Regions from separate parts of the Canis lupus genome. Here region 2 is linked to region 1. The links are chromatin contacts, called in public Hi-C maps. All regions are on one chromosome and are shown on one strand. Each heading gives the region's core, a stretch centred on a gene start, on an enhancer-like site or on the middle of the called end of the contact. The rest is flanking DNA. Distances are from core to core; before and after follow the strand shown. Region 1 holds the start of UTP23 (rRNA-processing protein UTP23 homolog). Region 2 holds the start of RAD21 (double-strand-break repair protein rad21 homolog).

What was found. A called contact is a pair of places that touch in the nucleus more often than the background predicts.
Region 2: a Hi-C map of blood shows a contact between it and region 1, with 5 times the contacts expected there. The contact joins the promoter of RAD21 here to the promoter of UTP23 in region 1. A contact is called at or near these places in 2 of 9 Hi-C or Micro-C datasets (both in blood).

What each region holds. Positions count from the first base shown.
Region 1 is chr13:16,582,597-16,587,827 of UU_Cfam_GSD_1.0, forward strand. UTP23 (rRNA-processing protein UTP23 homolog) reads left to right here and starts at 3,708. Exons shown (of 3, transcript XM_038555377.1): 1 at 3,708-3,979. The coding sequence starts at 3,792. LOC102156646 (a long non-coding RNA gene) reads right to left here and starts at 3,608. Exons shown (of 6, transcript XR_005368570.1): 1 at 3,378-3,608; 2 at 1,021-1,103; 3 at 251-296; 4 at 18-81.
Region 2 is chr13:16,740,593-16,745,896 of UU_Cfam_GSD_1.0, forward strand. It overlaps RAD21 (double-strand-break repair protein rad21 homolog), which reads right to left and starts at 1,261. Exons shown (of 14, transcript XM_038555379.1): 1 at 1,061-1,261.

The sequences.
Region 1 (5,231 bases), core at 2,458-4,957:
TTGTATTTAATGTTTACCTATTTAATTCCATTTCGGCCATGAATCTTTCATGAAGAAGTCTTGTTTGGGAATTAGCCACACCTTGCAAGAATAAATCATTCTGTCAACTTGGCTTCATCAAAATTTCATGAAGAAAAAAACTTCAAAATCATGTACAACAAATCATATTATAAATTATATTTGATCCAGACATAATAAAGAATATGAAGGGCATGAAAAAATAAAGAAAAAAAATTAATTCCCTACCTACCTGAGTTGAATGTCTATTTGGCATGGAAAATGTCCAGGGTAGTGACCTAAGAAAAAAGCTAGCAGATTATTGTTCCAGCAATATAAGGCCAAAATTATTTTCAATGACTATTAAAACTCTTAACAATGATATCATAATAATTTTTAAAGAAAATTTCAGATTTTAATTTATATCTAAATAGTTCAACCATTAATGGCAATATTCGGCTTCTGCCTTGGTTGTGGCCACTTATTGGTTTTCTAATACTAGGTCATTGACCATCAGACCAAAAAGTATTCATTGGACTACCTACTGAAAATGTCCTATTGGATAAACAGTGATGCTTTACTGCAAACCTCAGGAACATTAATATGCATAATAATGATTTGGGAAGATTGTAATAAACATCACTTCCTTTCTGAATAGTATCCCTATCCCTCAATACATGTTCCAAGCCAGAAATGGTCATTTTAAACAAGCACAGCAGAAAAGGCTCAGAAAAAGAGCCTTTTTCTGTATGTCCCACGATCATGTTTTGAGAAATACTGCTATAACAGAAAACTGTTTTAAACTTGGTAATCACCATTATTGACTGTCTTCATGTTTGTGAAATAAGGATCTGATATGCAAGCTGCACTGTCCTATATAGAAAATTTGAAAAATAATTTTGCTGTCACTTAGTAAATTAAAAAAAAAACAAAACTAGAATAAGACTCCCTAGTCCTGCACCACATTTTTCTCACGAGTAAACCTTAAAAATCAAACCAGTTATTTTAACCCAGTTATTTTACCAAGGAAAAAAGATGGCTTCATTCAGGAATAGCAGACAATTGCGATACCAGACACACGAGCTACAGCAAAACCATAGGCAAATCTGGGAAACAAAGAAGAGGTACTGGTCTTTTTATACAGGTAATCAGAGGGTTAGAAAGACTGGGATAAACAAAAAGCCCATTGGTGTAAACTGAGAACTTTGTAGTGGCTTCTCGAGGGCTAAGTTGTGACTGTCTATCATTGGCTGGGCTGTTGGTGGGGCATTGGATAAGGAAAGCCTTTTATCCCCCTGCTGGGGTAGTAAAGTAGTATCCACCTACAGGGTCTGTTGCTTCTGATTGGGTCTGTTATTGAGTAAGAGTAGTGGGGTGTGAGAGCTCTCTCTGCCTAATTTTCCAACTCCATTGCCGTGAGGTTTCCCTTTATTAATGATCACAAATAAAATATGACCAATGGGATGAAGTTGGTAGATAAATCTGTGAATCTTATGGGTTTTTTTTTTAATGTTTTAACTGTTGCCCATTCTCTGTTCTTCTTTTTTTTCTAAAGATGTTATTTATTTATTCATGAGAGACACACAAAGACAGAAGCAGAGACATAGGCGGAGGGAGAAGCAGGCTCTATGCAGGGAGCCCAAAATGGGACTTGATCCCCAGACTCCAGGGTCATGCCCTGGGCCAAAGGCAGGTGTTCAACCACTGAGCCACCCAGGCATCCCTCTCTGTTCCTTCTTATCTTAGGAATTAATGAGGTAGAAAATCGAGATGACTGAATAGAAACCAAATGGTAGTGTACTAGTAAGTTTAAGGGAAGAATGATATGCATGTATTTAAAAAATTAAGCAAATTAGCAATACACTCAGGGTCAACTAAATTTATGTTGTTGAATTTACTTTGTTCTTTTTCTTTTTTTTTTTACTTTCTTCTTGACTACAAAAAATTGTAAAAAGTTATTTGTGTTCTCTAAAGCCAAATAGATGGTATTTTGTGATCCAAAAGATGTTGGGTTATGCATACATTATTAAGAAGCTTGCATTTTTACTTCCGGAATATGATGTTCATTCTTGAGATATTATGTAGGATGGTGTATTGGATAAAAACAATTTTGTAAGTACATAAATATGTGCTAATAAATAATACCTCAATTAAAAAAACAAATGTTTTAACTGTTTTGCAAGGCTCGGATGGTATCATTTCTCCGTGGTGGGAGTATAGCTGGGGTGGGGAGTTGGCATGAAGGAATAAAAGAGTAACACTGGAAAGCAGTGAGCAATTATACTCAAGAATCATGAATCCAATCCCATAATAACACGTTATAGCTTCCAGTTCCTAAATTTATTTTCAGTCAGATAAAAGTGCCCATCTAAGTGTTGGTGTTGGGAATTAGAACACGGCAAACATTATAGAAGGTCTTAGTTCCAGTTTCATAAACCTGGATCTTCAAAGACAACCCCAAATGCAAATAATACATCTCAATCACTTTGTAAATCACTGTTCTGTGTTGGTTCTTTCTTTCGAGCGTTAGCCAAAGCTAGATCTGGGACAGATTCCAGGCCAGGGCAAATATGCAAAATTCTATTCTCCACATTCTTTGATTATCATGCTGTGAATTGAGGCGGATGCTTGGCAATTACTTGCTGGAGAACAACGTTTTCTAAATAACTCTTCATTAGTTGAGTTGACCACGTAATTTGTAAACTTTTGGCCATCTTTTCCCCTTCCTATTACTACTGCAGTATGTGATCTTCACACCTCAGAGAGTGGAGACATAAAGTGTTCTTAAATTTAGTCTCACCCAGGGGCAGCCTGGATGGCTCAGGGGCTTAGTGCTACCTTCAGCCCAGGCCCTGATCCTGGAGACCTGGATCGAGTCCCACGTCCGGCTCCCCGCATGCAGCCTGCTTCTTCTCCGTCTACATGTGTCTCTCATGAATAAATAAATAATATATATATATATATATATATATTTATGTTTTAAATAGTCTAGTCCCACCAACCAGTTGGAGACTGAGGAACTGGACCCAGCTCTTGTGAGTTGTTGCTCAAGGTGAAACAGCTTGGGTTAGTGGCAGCCATAGGACTCAAGTTGAGGGATTCTGACCCTCAGAAAAAGCAGCTCTTGAGAGTGTTTTGGGAAACACCTTGGGGAAACCATTTAGAACGGTCCTAAGGGGCGGGGGAAATGGAAAATGATGTGATCTTCTGCCCCAACTTCGGCTCTCAGCCACAGCAGCTCCTCCGGAGGGTGGGTAGCGAGAACATTGGACTACAGGGACCCTAACCCCAGCGGTGGTTTCCAGGTTCGGCCCTAACACTGAAGACCCGCGTGCCCTTAGCAAACTGCCTTCACCTTAGGGGAAGGCCGTCGGACACACCTGCCCAGAGTCGTCCACACCTGTCCAGAGTCTGGGCCCTTTCCTTTCCCCACTTGGGAATTACACACATTGAAGGGAATGATAGATGGTAAATTACTGAGAACGATGGCGGCAGCATATCTGGGGCCCGAGAGCTCTCGCTGATTATCGTGGACCGCCAACCTTCGAGAGGCTGCCTGACGGCAGGCCCAGGGGCGCGCCAGGCGCAAGCACGGCTCCGAGGGCGCGCGCCGTAAAGCGCGGGCGCTGCGAATGAAGCGCGCGCTCGTCTGACCGTGACGTAAGCAGGGGCGGGGCAGGCCCGGCAGATGGGGGCGTTTGCTTCCGGGGGCAAAGGCGCTTTACTTCCGGGAGGGGCGGCCGGTGCTGTAGGCGTCTCTTACCGCCGTAGGTCTCGGTCCTCGACAACCGGGCATGAAGATCACGAGGCAGAAACATGCCAAGAAGCACCTCAGCTTCTTCCGCAATAATTTCGGAGTTCGCGAGCCGTACCAGATCCTGCTGGACGGTACCTTCTGTCAGGCGGCGCTGCGCGGCCGTATCCAGCTGCGGGAGCAGCTGCCCCGCTACCTCATGGGGGAGACACAGCTGTGCACCACCAGGTGGGCCCGGCGGGTCCGGGGAGGAGGCCCGGGCGGGGGTCCTGCGGGTGTGGTGGAGGCGGAGGCACGCGGTGCTAAACGCCCCGCCCACGACGAGGCGACAGCGCAGGCCCTGGGGAGGCCCGGCGGTGTCTGCAATGTCGGTAGAAAGCGCAGCGCCACAGGTAAGAGCAGCGCCCCGCAGTGCGACCTGGCCTCGAGTCGAGGTCCCAGCCCCACCAGCGGTGTGTTTTCCGGCGAGCTCATCTCTGGGCCTTGGAGTTCTCGTCTGTGAGGAGGAGACCGTGGCTGAGGAGGCTGCTGTGAGGATCAAACCAGGTCAAGTGTGTGTAGAGCGCTTGCGGGCACCCAAACCTACCCCCGTCAGTGGTTGCTGTCGTTTGTGCACCTTTTCCTGGCGTAAATGAAACAAACTTTCAAGCCTGCTCTGTGAGGGGACGTCTTCGGTTGCTAGGCACAGAATTCCGAACTCGAGGTGAAAACCTTTGCCTGCGGTCATTTGTTTATTCAGCTGCCTTAATAAGTACCAGCCGCAGGCCAGGCACTGCTCCGGTCACGGAGGATTCCTCCAACAGGACACTCACGTCCAGCCCTCAGGGCCAGCGAAGTGCCTAAGTCCGCCTCCGCGCGTGTGATTTGACCCCAACCTGTCGTGACTTCCTCAGTGTGGGGACACTTTTAAAATGGAACTTCTGGGGGATGGGAGTGAGGATGGAATCGCCGAGGGTTTCGTAGAAGACATCACTTTCGAGCCCAGTCTCCTTTCGGTTCTGAGGCGAAGGACTATTTTTGTTGTTGTTGTTTTAAGATATTTATTTTATTTATCCATGAAAGACACAGAGAGAGAGAGAGAGAGAGGCAGAGACACAGGCAGAGGGAGGAGCAGGCTCCATGCAGGGAGCCTGACGCGGGACCCGATCCCAGGACTCCGAAGGCAGGCGCTAAACCGCTGAGTCACCCGGGCTTCCCCCGAAGGACTATTTGAGTGACAGAAAAGAGATGAGTGACTTGTGGAGACCTCTTGAGTAAAGAAATGGACTCCCGGATGCCTGGGTGGCGCAGCGGTTTAGCACCGCCTTCGGCCCGGGGCGTGATCGTGGAGACCCGGGATCCGGTCCCGCGTGGGGCTCCCTGCGTGGGGCCTGCTTCTCCCTATGCCTGTGTCTCGGTCTCTCTCTCTCTCTCTCTCTGTGTGTCTCTTATGAATAAATGAATAAATCATTTTATTTAAAAAGGAAAGAAATGGAGTCGT
Region 2 (5,304 bases), core at 11-2,510, 160 kb after region 1:
TCAAAAACACGGGGCGCGTTTTTTTTGGACGCTGAAGACAGCCTGACAAATCGGGGCGGCGGGGGGGGTGGGGGGGGGGGCAGGCGAACCCTCCAGCGCCGCCTCCTTTCAAAGCCGAAGGAGGCCGCTAGGTCCGGCAGCACCGCCGACGGCGCCTGGTGGGGCGACGCTCGGCCGCAGCGGACCGTTCGCGAAGCCCTCCTCCCCGAGAAAGAGACATCAAGCATTTGTCAGCAACACACGCCTCCCGAAAGCGTCTCTGTACCAGCATCCAAACACCCAATATCCCTAATCATTAGAAAAGCCGGGAGAAGAGGGGGGGCGGGACGGGAGGACCAATTATGCTAATTCCCTTAGAATCAGAAGCAACTTCCCTTGGTCGGTCGGTTTTCTATAGGTCTGTCCAATATGCAATATTCCCAACGTAAAATTTTTCCTTTAAAAAAAAAGGGGGGGGGGGGGGGGGGGGGGAGGAGAGGCAGCAGCGGCGCCGGGAGAGGGGCCTGCCGCCCGCCGCGGCCCGAGCGCCCGCCAGCAGCGAGGCCCGCACGCCGGCGGCCCCCCGAGCTGCCCCCGAGCTGTCCCCGCGCTGCCCCGCGCCCGCCGCCGCCGCCGCCGCCGCCTCCCGCCCCGCGGCTCCCCCGACAGCCATTTTTACCCGAGTAGGCGGCCCAGCCCCAGAGCGGGCTCGTTCAAACCTCCGCCTCTCCCTCCGCCGCCCAGTTTCCCGAGACGCGGCTCCCCCGGGGCTGGCGGAGTAACGGCTTTGCCGCCCCGGAACCGACCGGGGCCATCTGCCGCCGACCCAGCGATGCTGCGGGCCCGGGCTGCGCGGGTCCCGGCCGAGGGCGGGCCCGGGGCAAGCGGCCTGGGCGGGCGGCGCCGCCGCTCCGGGGCCCGCAGGGTGGCAGCGCGGCCACCGTCCCGGGGCGCGGCCGGGGCTCTCTCCCCCGCCCGCCCCCGCCCCCCGCCCCCGGGTCCCGCTCCCGGGCGGCCGGACGGCAGGGAAGGGGTAGGGGGAGGGAGCCGGAGGGTAAGAGGGGCCGGCCGAGCAGCTTACCTTGCTCTCCGCCGGGTGCAGGGCGGGCTGGGCGGCCTGGGGAGGGGAAAAGGGTCGGGGGAGGGGGCGGGGAAAGGGGGGAGCCCCTGTGAGGTGTAGCTTCGGCGCAGCTCCCGCCGCCGCCGCCGCAGCCACCGCCTCCTTTCCGATTCACTCAAACAAACAAGATGGCTGCCGTTACGCCGCGGCTCTTCCTGCCGCCCAAATCCTCGGTTCAAATCGGCAGGATGTTTACGGTCAAAATGGGACCTATGCGCCTGCGCAGCCAGCCCAAGCCCTAGCAGGAGCGGCGCAGGCGCAGTGACCATTTCCTTTCCTGTAGGCCCCGCCCCCTGGCTGTGCAGCCCGGGAATGAGCAAGCGCAAAGGTGATCCTCTGGCCGGAGGGTCCCGGAGCCTTGCGGACCTGGCAGACGGCGCATGCGCAGTGCACATCTGGCGCCTTACCTTTATTCTTGCGCTGGTTTCAGGGGGAGCTGCTGTCGTGCAGTCTTGTTTGCCTTGGCACGGAAATTCATTTGAATGGTTCCGTAGCGACGAAGGTCACACAAAAGCCGTAAACAAGCTCCATAAAATCTAGGGGTTCGTTGAGTCAACGTGTATTTATAGATGGTCTTCTCCGAACCACATATTGGGATAACTAGGGTCTGGGGCGTAATGATGAATGTGAAGGGCATAGCACCTGCCTCCGTGAAGCCTTCAGTGTAGCGGAATTTTTAGAAATACTTGTGCCAACAATTATAAAGCCAAATGCAGGAGACCCAAAAGTGGGGAGGTTGGGAGTGTGGAGCTGGGATATAGAGGTGGAGGCCCAAGAAGAGAGAACAGCCTGTGCAAAAGTCCCATGGCAGCAGAGATCAAGATAGGGATAGAGGAGGAAAAAGAAAGTCATGTGTCTGGACACTAAGGGAGACTCCTGCATTTTAGAAAGACCATCCGGGCATATTGGAGAGGACTAGAGTAAATGTCCAGGTGTAATTTGTGCTCGTTTGTGGTTTTTTTTTTTTTTTTTTTTAAGGAAATAAAGCCAATAGAGATTCCTTACGAGTTTGTGGTAGAGGGAGTTGCAAAGATGATTCCTCTGGTTTGGGACTTCCTTGCAAGGATTAGATAGACTGGACTGGGGAGCCATACACTGAGGCCGACTAGATGGAGGAAGGTTATATGAAGGTTAGTTTTGTTGTGTTTGTTTGCTGTCTATCCCACCATCAAGTATGTATTCCCAGTGGCCGTCTTAACTGGTCTCTCTACTTTCACTCTTGTCTTCCTTCAGTTCATCAATTCCCTGCAATGCAGCCTAAAGAACCTTTGCAAAAGACGTGTCTGATCACTCCCTTCGTCTTCTAAAAACTCTTCCATAGCTTTTAGGCTATTACCCAGAATACCTGATGTAGCCTCTGCCTCCTGTTCCAGCTGCTTCTGTTGCCTGCTCTTTCTCACCCTACTCCAGTCACTCCACTTTTTAAGTCATCAAATGCACTATGAGCACTCTTGCCTCAAGATTTTGGTACTGGATGTTCCCTGTGCTTAGTACAGTCTTGCATTTCCATTGCCTCCCTTGGTCTAATTCTTAATCTTCCACATCTTAGTTCCACAGTCATTTCCTCAAGTGAGTCTTCCCTGATCCTCGGTATTATTTAGGGTAATGCGATTATTGTAAAATAGATTCCCTCCTCACTCAAAATTTCAGGGCTTTACAAAATGGCCTGCCAGTTACTGCCTGTATGGGGATAGTAATTTCCATGATTTTTGAAAGAATTAAATGAGATCATATATACAAAATACTCAGCCTAATGCTTGGAACTATAATTACTCAGTAAATTGTGGCTACTATTCTTGTTCCTTCTACTTTCTGAGAAATGAAATAGCCAGCAAGGTATGGCAAATATTTATCAGATATTCAACTTTTAAGAACGTTGAAAATACCTGGATACTCTAAATGTCCCGCTTAACTATACTTGTTCTATGCCCATTTTGTAATCCTTATTTGAAAATGTCTCTCTGTCTCCCCTTTTGTTCTCTGTCTCCTTCCCCTCCCTCTCTCCCTCCAGTACTGAATTTCCAAGGTACTATCACTTCTTTTCTCTTGAACTATTTTTATTCTTATCCATTAGATCTCCACCCAAGCCCACCTTCCCTTTTGTGGATTTTTATATAGTTTCTTCACATACAGCCGTAGTCTCCTAAATCTGCTGGATTTGATTCTTCTAAACAAGGTATATGTTCTGTTCTGGCTCAAAGTCTAATCCTATCAACATATTCATTCATCTCCTTGTACTAAAATGTCAAGTTAGCTTTTCTTGTCACAGAAGTTAGCTGCAGTCAACATCTCCTTTGCCTGGAAAAACTTATTTGATTAATCTGCATATGTTAATTTTAATAATAGTGAATTTTTTTGACTGAAACCACGGCAGGACTGATTTATTTATTTATTTTTAAAGATTTTATTTATTCATGAGAGACAGAGAGAGAGAGAGAGAGAGAGACAGGCAGAGGGAGAAGCAGGCTCCATGCAGGGCGGCCGATGTCAGACTTGATCCCGGGACTCCAGGATCACATCCTGAGCCAATGGCAGACGCTAAACCACTGAGCCACCCAGGGATCCCCAGAACTGATTTAAATTACAGCTTCAATCTTCCTTTAGTTGAAAATGGTTGGCTTTTCTTCTCTGATTACTTAGTTGATAATGTGTGTGATGTGGGACAATCACTGAAGAACTGGATGCTGCCACCATCCTGAGTATATTTATGAAAGCAGGTGTGTTCTTTCTTAGTTCACAAAGGCATATATACACAACTGAGACTTAAGGTGAAATAAAAACTGTTACAGAGAAAGATGACCAACTGATAGTAGAGAGCTATTTAAGATTTACATACAATTTTGTAGACCTGTTCCTCTGAATTGCCAAATTTTAAAAGCAGAATTAATTATATATTATTTGTGTGTGGGTATATATATATATAAAGTAGGAGGCATTACATTAAGAGAGAAATAAGGCAAATGGATAAGATTTTCAGGAGTATTTCAATGTTAGTAATGGATGAATATTGAACATTTTGCACCAAAATTTTGTTTTTTTTATTTCTTTGCACCAAAATTTTAAAAATTTTTATTTAAATAAAGAAAAATCAAAGTATAAAATATTTGTTGCATAAGAATTCTAAACCTCTTTACAGAAAATCCAGAAAGAGTGAATAATCTCTTTAAGATTTGGAATTAGGCAGAGAAATGGACAGAAAGCAACTGAAAAAACAATTGTAGATTCTGGCTTTTCTTGCCAACAATATCCTTTTTATCTCTAAAAGAGACTGTAATATTTTGATCAGAAAGGAAATTCACTTTAAGGACAACAATCCTAGTCAAAAATGTTATAATCAGACAAAAAAGTTATGTAAGAAATATATTAAGGACAAAACATTGAAGTATCAATTTTCAATATGCTTAAATATTAAGTAAATGACTGGTAATGGAGTATAAGAAAGGGTTTTATAAGCCATTGAAATGGTAGATCCTGGGGATCCCTGGGTGGCTCAGCAGTTTAGCGCCGCCTTTGGCCCAGGGCGTGATCCTGGGATCCAGTCCCCTGTCGGGCTCCCTGCATGGAGCCTGCTTCTCCCTCTGCCTGTGTCTCTGCCTCTTTCTGTCTCTCTGTTTCTCTTTCTCTCTCTCTGTGTGTGTCTCTCTCTCATGAATAAATAAAATCTTTAAAAAAGAAATGGTAGATCCCATTCAGAGTCACATGCTCAGCTCTGGGCATGTGGGCTTGAGTCAGTGCTCTGGAGAGGAGCTGTAAATATCTCTCCAGGTGGACTAAAGGTCTGCTTAGGCAGAGAGGTGTCAGCAAAGAAGAATCACAAGGGCCCAGTGCAGGCCCAGGGATGCTGCAGGTGTGTGGGCCAGGTGGGACTGTCAGTTTGTCAAGGACTGAGGTTGAGACCAGGAAATGCTGCTGAAGCAGAAGCTGGGTCAGGGTCTCTATGCTAATTACTTAGACTTCTCTCAGAAAATGTCATCATGCTAACTGCATCTCAATGCTGAGAGCAGTTTAAACTCTTTAACTGGGAGGTTTTGTGACTATTTTGATGCATTTCTTCTGTTTTCAAGCCCATCATCTCTTCTTCTGTGCATTCTGCTGCACCTTTGAGAATAGTGGGTGTTTATCCCAAAGCAGATGGATAGTGTTTCCTCTGAACCCCTCTGGTCATTGCAGAATGCAGGCATTTTTGTTGTTGTAACACGATATAT